Linked DNA regions of Mus musculus: region 1 is linked to region 2. The links are chromatin contacts, called in public HiChIP or PLAC-seq maps. All regions are on one chromosome and are shown on one strand. The core of a region is the stretch at or near the end of the contact, and the rest is flanking DNA. Distances in the headings are between cores, read along the strand shown. Region 1 holds the start of Calcoco2 (calcium binding and coiled-coil domain 2). Region 2 overlaps Igf2bp1 (insulin-like growth factor 2 mRNA binding protein 1).

What was found. HiChIP or PLAC-seq counts read pairs in DNA pulled down with a chosen protein or histone mark.
Region 1: a contact with region 2 is called in an H3K27ac HiChIP or PLAC-seq map of embryonic stem cells, with 6 read pairs. The contact joins the promoter of Calcoco2 here to the enhancer-like site in region 2. A contact is called at or near these places in 3 of 39 promoter capture datasets (pre-B cells, second pharyngeal arch cranial neural crest and stem cell-derived epiblast-like cells), 4 of 484 Hi-C or Micro-C datasets (the CH12 cell line, differentiating embryonic stem cells, frontal cortex and 1 more), 1 of 115 datasets of contacts at active chromatin or transcription factors (embryonic stem cells) and 1 of 9 other capture datasets (pancreatic islet).

What each region holds. Positions count from the first base shown.
Region 1 is chr11:96,109,843-96,114,178 of GRCm38.p6, reverse strand. Calcoco2 (calcium binding and coiled-coil domain 2) reads left to right here and starts at 2,217. Exons shown (of 6, transcript NM_001271018.1): 1 at 2,217-2,242.
Region 2 is chr11:95,957,572-95,961,845 of GRCm38.p6, reverse strand. It overlaps Igf2bp1 (insulin-like growth factor 2 mRNA binding protein 1), which reads left to right. Exons shown (of 15, transcript NM_009951.4): 15 at 1-4,274. Among named protein-coding and RNA genes, the nearest start is that of Mir3063, 3.7 kb to the left of the region's middle. Within about 2 kb of position 2,480, at least 8 of the 459 cell types and tissues checked have an H3K27ac peak or open chromatin away from gene starts, as enhancers often do. A contact at or near this core is called in differentiating embryonic stem cells and embryonic stem cells, where this site is marked.

The sequences.
Region 1 (4,336 bases), core at 968-3,467, 150 kb before region 2:
AGGAAAGCAAGCCCTAGAATCTCAGATAACAATCACTGGTTATTTGCAAGCCAATTACCTCAAGGTTATGTTGCCTTCACTCAGGAGTAAAAGCCAGGTGCAATGGCTCTTCAAAAATTCTACTACAGTATAGACCAGGCTACCTCAAACTTTCAAAGATCCTTCTGCCTCTGCCTCCCTAGTGCCAAAATTATAGGCATGTATGATCCTGATTGGCAAGTCTTCCTTGCCTTTTTGGGGGGGAGGGGGCAGGTTTCCTGGCTGTCCTGGAATTCACTCTGTAGACCAGCCTGGCCTCGAACTCACAGAGATCCATCTGCCTCTGCCTCCTGAGTGCTGGGATCAAAGGTGTGTGCCACCACTGCCACTACCACCCGGCTCAGCTATTTTCTCAATCTTAATAGATTTGACATCCTTTTGCCTAGGTTTGTGCAGAAAGACCTTAATTTTCTCAAATCTTATTTTCAAAAATTAAAATTTGTTCATTGTTAATAGAGTGTGTGCCTGTGAGTTCATGATAATAGGTGAAGGGTTGGTAGCGCTGTGCCCATGCAGATCAGCAGGCTGCTTTGCCCTGTTGGTTTTCTTTCTCTGCCTTTCCTTGGACTTTGGGATAGAATTTGGGTCCCTGGGATTGTGCAACAAGTGATTCTCTGATGGAACCATTTTACCAATCTGATATTCTCAGACATTGGAAGAGGCACTCAGAGAGTCTGCAGGAGGGTACCCAAGATGTTCCTAGAAGGCAGAATTAGAATGTTTCTTTCCCTGTCTTAAATCTAAAAGTACTTCAGAAGCATGAATGTTCTGGTTATGTGATACAGAGCATTTCTTCCAGATTCAAACGCTCGGAACGCCTTTGAGAAGGGAAGGGACTTTTCGGAACTTAATCTTCCATAGGCAACGTGCATTTGGTATCCTCTGGGTAATTTTTGTTTGTTTTGCTTTGTTTTGAGACAGGGTTTCTCTGTACATGGCATGCGCCACCATTGCCCAGCTCCTATGGGTAATTACAAAAAAAAATAAAGGTAGCAGCCATGGTGGTGTTTCACATCTGTAATCCTTGCACCTGAAAGCCTGAGGCAGGAGGACTGCCTTGAGTTCAAAGTCATGCTTGTGATAAGAATCACACAATTCAGGCAGTGGTGGCACAGGCCTTTAATCCCAGCACTTGGGAGGCAGAGGCAGGCAGATTTCTGAGTTCGAGACCAGCTTGGTCTACAGAGTGAGTTCCAGGACAGCCAGGGCTACACAGAGAAACCCTGTCTTAAAACAAAACAAAACAAAAACATGAAAAGAAAAAGAAAGATTGAAGGGGAGGGAGACTCTGCTCATTCTGTGTCTACAGTAAAGAGACTTTTAATGAAGAAGTCACATGCCTTTTCCTTCAGGACCTGAGGATACCAGAAAGCTCTAGAGCACAAGGGCAACTTTCTCTCCATAAATTCAAAGCTGGCCCCTCATACATATAAAATGGGGATTAAAAAAAAAAAAAAAAGACTTTCTGAGTCAAGTCACAGAAGACCCAAAAAGGAGTTTAACAGATTTTCTTTCAGGACAGGAGTGAGCATTATTTTTTTAATAGACAAGGTCTCAGATAGTCCAGGCTGACTTCAAACTTGGTTGGCGACCAAATCTAACCCTGAACTGCTGACCTTGTGTTCCTGTGCTTAAAAACTGGAATTAGAGGTATCTACTACCAAGTGTGTGTGTGTGTATCAGACTAAAATGCCAGAGTCTGATCTGCAGCTATAGGACTATTAGTGACCAAAGTGTTTTGGTTTTTGGTTTTTTTGGGTTTTTTTTTTTTTTTTTTTTCTTTTTGGTTTTTTGAGACAGGGTTTCTCTGTGTAGCCCTGGCTGTCCTGGAACTCACGCTGTAGACCAGGCTGTCCTCGAACTCAGAAATCCGCCTGCCTCTGCCTCTGCCTCCAGAGTGGTAGGATTAAAAGCATGTGCCACCTCCGCTCAGCCCTAGATGAACTCTCAATGCCCTTTCAAGGATATGAGCTTTGAGCAAATTAAAATATAAACACAAACAAGAACAACAACAAAAAACCAGTTTGCCATCGGGGTGATAAAAAAGGCAAATCCAGCTCTTCAAAAAAGGCACTAAATGTCCCAGCTGTCCCGCGGCAAGGGCGGGGTTTGTGACTCAGTGGGCCGGGCCTGCCCATCCCTTCAGTCCTTAAACTCGCCCACCCGCCTTTCCCAGCGCTAGTGCTGCTGGCTGCTGTTCCTGGTGAGTACCTTAAGGGGTGCAATTGAGCCCTTGGATCCCGGAATTCAGACCTTGAGACAGGGTCTACAGGCAGGGCAGGGTGTGGGGGCTTCGGCATCACCCTAGGCCGTCTTGGAGTGCTCCGATTACCCACAGTGGGTTTGGGAGGGCGTGGGACCCCTTTCGAGTCCTGAGAAATTCTGGCTGGTTTTTCCAGAGACCAGACCTGTTGGGTTCGTCTCTGACAGGAGTCAGGGTCCTGCAGCAGTGGCCCTATGTATGGGTTCGCGGTGGTACCCAGACCCATCACCCCAGTGTGCTGAGGTTCCAAACCTAGCCTTGCTGTGTCACCCACCATGGCCTTCCAGGGCTCTGGCCACTTGTGTCCTGTAACTGTAGGTTGCTCTAGGCAGCCCAAGTGGAAAAGTTGTCAGTGCCTCAGGTGACCATGGATGGAGCTTAGAAGAATAATTTTGAGATGTTATATTATAACTTAACAGACTTTTTCTTATTTTTTTTTAAACTTTGGGGAGGACCCGTCTGTTTTTGTTGTTGTTTGTTGTTGTTGTTGTTGTTTTTAAGATTTATTATATCTAAGTACACTGTAGCTGTCTTCAGGTGCACCAGAAGAGGGCATCAGATCTTATTAGAGATGGTTGTGAGCCACCATGTGGTTGCTGGGATTTGAACTCAGGACCTTTGAAAGAACAGTTAGTGCTCTTAACCATTGAGCCATCTATCCAGCCCCAAGATGTATTTATTTATTAAGTGCACGGTATTCTGCTTGCATTTATGCCTGCAAGCCAGGAGAGGGCACTAGTCCTCAGTACAGATGGTTGTGAGCCACCCTGTGGTTGCTGGGAATTGAACTCATGACCTCTGGAAGAGCAGACAGTGCTCAACCTCTGAGCCCTTTTTCTTATTTTTTGCAAAAGAAAAAACTCATATAACAAAGGACTTCATTTACCAGGCGGTTGTTAGTTCATGCCTTTAATCTCAGCACTTGGTAGCACTTGAGAGGCAGAGGCAGAGGCAGGTGGATCTCTGTAAATTGTAGACAAAGGTCAGTTTGTCTACCTCAGGGAGTTCCAGGACATCCAGGGCTACACATTTTATACACTAGGTCTTTTCTTTTTGAAATTGTTATATTATGTGCATTGGCGTTTTGCTTGTATGCATGTATGTCTGTGAGGGTGTCATGTCCTCAAACTGGATAGATAGTTGTAAGCTGCCTTGCAGTTGCTGGAAATTAAACCTAGATCCTCTGGAAGACCTCTTAACCATTGAGCCAACTCTCCAGCCCTGTAACTATCAGGTCTTTGTAGCTTACTTATCATGCAAGATTAGGGATGCCTAGACCAAGTGCTTTACTGGGTACTGTCAGGAGCTCTGAGTGTTTGGAACTTACTTTTTTTTTTTTCTCCAAAAACTTAGAACTGTAGTTTGCCCATTTACCCTGAGTGAGAAGTAGACCTGGCTGTTGCTGCCTTGCTTCACAATAAGACCACCAAACCCAGACAACTAGGCAGATGCCAACAAGAGCCTGCTGACAGGAGCCTGATACAGCTCTCTCCTGCAAGGCTTTGCCAATGCCAGGCAAATACAGAAGTGGATGCTCACAGTCATCCATTGGACAGAGCACAAGGTCCCCAGTGAAGGAGCCAGAGAAATACCCAGGGAGCTGAAGGGGACTGAAGCCCCATAGGAGGAACACCAATATGAAGTAACTAGTACCCTCGAGCTCCTTGGAAGTATACCACCAATCAAAGAAAACACATGGTGGAACTTGTGGCTCTAGCTATATATATAGCAGAGGGTGGCCTAGCCTCTCATCAATGGGAGGAGAGGCCCCTGGTCGTGTGAAGGCTCTATGCCCAAGTATAGGAGAATGCCTGAACCAGGAATGGGAGTGGGTGGGGAGGGGGAGGGGATAGGGGTTTTTTGGAGGGGAAACTAGGAATAGGGATAACATTTGAAATGTAGATAAAGAAAAATATCTAATTAAAAAAAGACATACAAAAAAAGACTGTTTCATGGAACAGTTTTGGGCCTAGCACATACAACTTTAAACCTCATTAGGTGATAATGTCTGGTTTTCTTAGGTGCTAAAAGCCA
Region 2 (4,274 bases), core at 1,231-3,730:
CAACAGTGACAAAGCTACCGTGACGTGTGGGCGGAGTCAGGCAGTGCTGTGCGAAGTAAACTACCTCAAGGTGTGAAGTTACCTCAGCAATGGTTTTCCTTTTGTTCCCTAAATCCTGGTTTTTAATTTTCTTTCTTTTTTTTAATTTTTTTTTTTTTTTTTTTGCGGCTTGCTGATATTTTATATAAAAAAAAAGAAAAGCGAAGCAAAAGAGAAGCTGATAGTCTTGAATATTTTATTTTTTTAATGAAAAGAAAAAATGAGAAAGTTATGTTTCATAATTTCTTAAAACATGAGCCAGTAACTCTTTTGGGGCTCTGTGGAGAAAAGGCCCTGTGGGGGAAAGGTGGGGGTTGGGGCCTGGATCCAGGGGAGGAGGCCATGGTGAAGTGGAAAACTCCAAGGAGCCCAGGTCCTCCCTGGGTTCTAGACTCTGACCTTGAAGTAGGATTTAAGATCTAGCAGAGCTTTAGCCCTTGGGGGTCAAACTGTGGGCACCCCTCCTCCCCTCTGGTGAGACAGTACCTTAGCCGGCTCTTCCCACCAGCGGTGCTGTTATTTTATGATATTGCCTCCGTTTTATCGAGGAAAGAAATAATAACTAAAAAATAATACTGTTTTAAAAGAAACCTGTATTTCTTTAAAAATATGGGAGCCAAGACTCCGTTTATGGGAAAGACAAGGCCACTCTGTTCCCATCGGGCCACCTGGTTTGTCATTACAGTGCTTTTCCTGATGATTTTTTGGTTATTGTTTCATTCCCACCCCACCTTGTTCTTGTCTGTGTCATTCTGCATAGACCACAAGGCCAGCGGACCCTCCATAACTGCCCTCCCCGTCTCCCTGCCTCCTTAGGTTGATCTGCTTCATTCTAAAAGTGGACCTGTTAGGGCATTCTTGGTTTTAGAGTGGTGGGTAGCCAAGAGGAGGAAGAGGAAATGCTGAGTGTGGTTGGGACAGGGTCTTACCACTTGGTCCCCATCACAGCCACGGTCTCTCATAGGCTCCAGACCATTTAGTCCAAAGAGAGAAACAGTCTTTAGGATGTAACAGGCCAGTAGAATTAAGCTTCCCACCTGGCTCTATGTGCTTTGTTCCCATTCAAAGCAGACAATGTTCAGACATCGGCCATTTAGTGATTTCAAGTGGATTTCTTGCAGCAAGCATGCTTTGATACCTGGTTCAAGTGACCATGGGGGGATCCCATAGTACCTGGAATGAGATTGCTGGAGCGTCTGTTCCTTGGGGACCTGCCCCCTTCACACCTTAAGTCCAAGTCCTTCCCTTTAGCTGATTGAGCTCCCAGAAGAGATCAGAACATGTGTGACAAGGGACCTGAAAACTTACATGGACTAGGCAAGGTTCCACTCATGGCTGGATTTGCCCAGCAGCAAGATTGTGAAAGTTGGCTTCCTAATGAAAGTAAGAATATGGACTAGGGGCAGAGGTCAGCAGGAAGGGAGAGCCTGGCTTATTTGGGTTGTCTGGTGACTCAAAGGCCAGATCTTAGGGCAGCTCCTTACCCTGCTTGTCACCTCTTTTTTTTTTTTTTTCCAAACCCTGTCCTAGGTAAGATGGCAAATTATTACAAAAAGCACTTGGGATATTTGGACAGTTGAGAAAAGCAACCTTTAGAAGAAACTGCTTCTGTGCTCAGAGGTCTATGTATAGAGGTGTGTGTGTGTGCACTACACACGTAGTTTTATGAATGAAAGGATCATCTCTTGGGTCTATTTTTTAAATTCTTGGAAACACATAAAAAGCCAAATGGTTTGACTCACTGACTGACTTTGAAGCTGCATCTGCCGCTTACACCGCAGTGGCTTTAACCCCCTCTGGGGTCTGGTTGCCTTTTGCAGTTTGTGGACTTAGTTGCTGGAAGGAGGTCTAGGTACGAGGGAAGTCGTGTGGCCTTTGACTCTTTCCGGTCCTTTCTGTCTTTCATTTCCCTAAACTCTCCGCTTTTGGGGAAAACTCCTGCCTCGCTATTGGCTGGAGACACCATGTCAAAACCCCGAGGATGCTGGGACAGGATGTTCCAGTTGGTTCTGTATGTCCGTTTTCCTTTGTGCCAAAGACAGACAGACAGACAGAGGCTGAGAGGCTGTTTCTAAGACAAAGCAGTGGCCGGCCATCTTTCTACATCTCCTAGGCCTGTCTGTGAGGGGGAGGGTCCTGGAGACTACACTAAAGACAAGCACCACTCTTGTTAAGTTCCTGGGGGATTGGGGTGTGGTGCTTGCCCAGGGCTAGGGAGCAGGGAAAAGGGGGTCCTGTTGCACTTTGGGGAAGGAGGGACTCTTGGGCTCCCTGTGGGACTGCTCTCCTCCCCTGTCCCCACTGCAGAGATGGCACCGTGGAGTTCCCTTCAGGCCTGGCAGACTGGCAGTGAGGAGGGGCCTCAGTTAGCTCTCAAGGGTGCCTTCCCCTCCTCCCTTCCCAGACACCCTCTGCCAAACTGGGAACCAGCAGTGCTATTAACTACCTCAGCCCCAGAGGGCGCCAAGCCTAACTGAGCCCCAGGAGGAGCTGTCGATTTAGGCAACTCTTCTCCCCCTCTCTCGGGACGAGGTCGCCTTTCCTTGTCCTAAGTGCTCCTGGGGGAGATCCTAGTGGCTTTGCCATTCAGACCACACAACTGTTTTTGCCTGTTTGTTGAAAACCAATAGAAGGAGACCAGCTTGGCAGGACATTGCAGGAAGAGACCCCCTCATCAATGCCAGGGGATGTAAAAGCCATTTTCCTTCCAGATACTCAATGGTTTAGGTGCAGAATGTTGTTCTTGTATTCAGACATACATAGAGTAATACCAGCTGAAACATGGTGTTTCTTTCCTTTGGATACATCTCAGTGAGGGTTCAAGATCCGGGACAGGCCACATGCTTCATGGTCTAGAGGCTAGGCCAAAGCCTCAACCCTGCACGGCCTGATGTGGTATCATTACGGATGCCCTCAAATGGGTGACTATGGACTGACAAAAGAAGAGAATTTGTTTTTCTTAAATAGCAGGATGCTCCTGGAGCGTGTGTTTTTCATAATCACAGATGATGAATACTACGAGTATAAATGGATGAACTACCTCAGTCCTCACAGTAAGATTGGAGATGAGGGCAGGGACTCATGCCTCGGGGATGAATCCCAGCCAGGAGAGAGTTTTGGCTTATGCCACACTAGGTTTGTCATGGGGATCGGGCAGGCTTGCCCGGGTCCCCACTCACATTGGTCGGGTTGGCAGGGTTCCGTCATCTCGTGTCCCCTCCCCCCCACCCCATCCCCTTTTCTGCTCTCCTCCCCCACTCTCTCATCCCTTCACTCCAGCTCCTCCCCCTCTCTCTCAGAGCTTAAGCTTAAGCTTGATGTGAGGAAAGGAATGGGCTCCTTCCCTAGAGAGCTGGATGGAGGGTGGTTCTGGGTCCGGCCTGGAATCCCCTAGTCAGCTCCTAACTTGGGAACCGGGGCCTCTTCAACAGGGTTTCTTCAAGATCCTCTGCCTCCACTGAGTCCCCTCGGGAGGTGTGTGTGTGTATGGGGGGAGGGGGCGCGCTCTGAGATAGAGCAGGATCCTTCTGCCCTGGGGCCTGGTCCAGTCTACCAGGCTCGCTCAGGCCACCTTTGTAGTTGACCACCGCCAGGTGCCCTAGCCCTCCCCACCCCTAAATGACCTCCTTATAGAAGCCTGTTTCACTTTTGGTTTTAATCTACCTCTTAGCAAAACAATATAGAGAAATTTAGGTAGTGGCAACTCCACTTGCTTAGGTTAGGCGGGGGAAAGATTTCTTTTTCCAAAGGAAAAACTATTACCTTAAAAATACTTTCCAAAAAATCTTAAAAAAAAAAAAAATAAAAACCAAAAAAAATTTTTTTTTCTTTTAAGGGAGGGAGACAATTTCCAGTAACCATGGGATTAATTTCCTACACTCTTTTCCCCCATACATATGGTTTCCTCTTTGGCAGTTGTCACATGTCACGTAATGATACGGCTTTCCCAGTGATCTCCTTGTCTGGTCACATCCCCACCCCAAGGAGTGCCAGTGAGACTCACCTGTGCTTCCTGTCACAGCTCTGGCCAGGTGACCTGGACATCTCAAACAGGAGCACTGGGCAGGGGTGCTTCTGGACTCGTTAGGGAACCTCATGTGACCACAGTTTTATGTGAACCACTGCTTATAAGCTCATTGGAAATGAATTTAAGCAGATTATAAATTTGCATGATGAATAAATACCTTTTACCACCATTTGGAGTCTCCCTTCTCTTCAGAAATCGTGATTCTGTT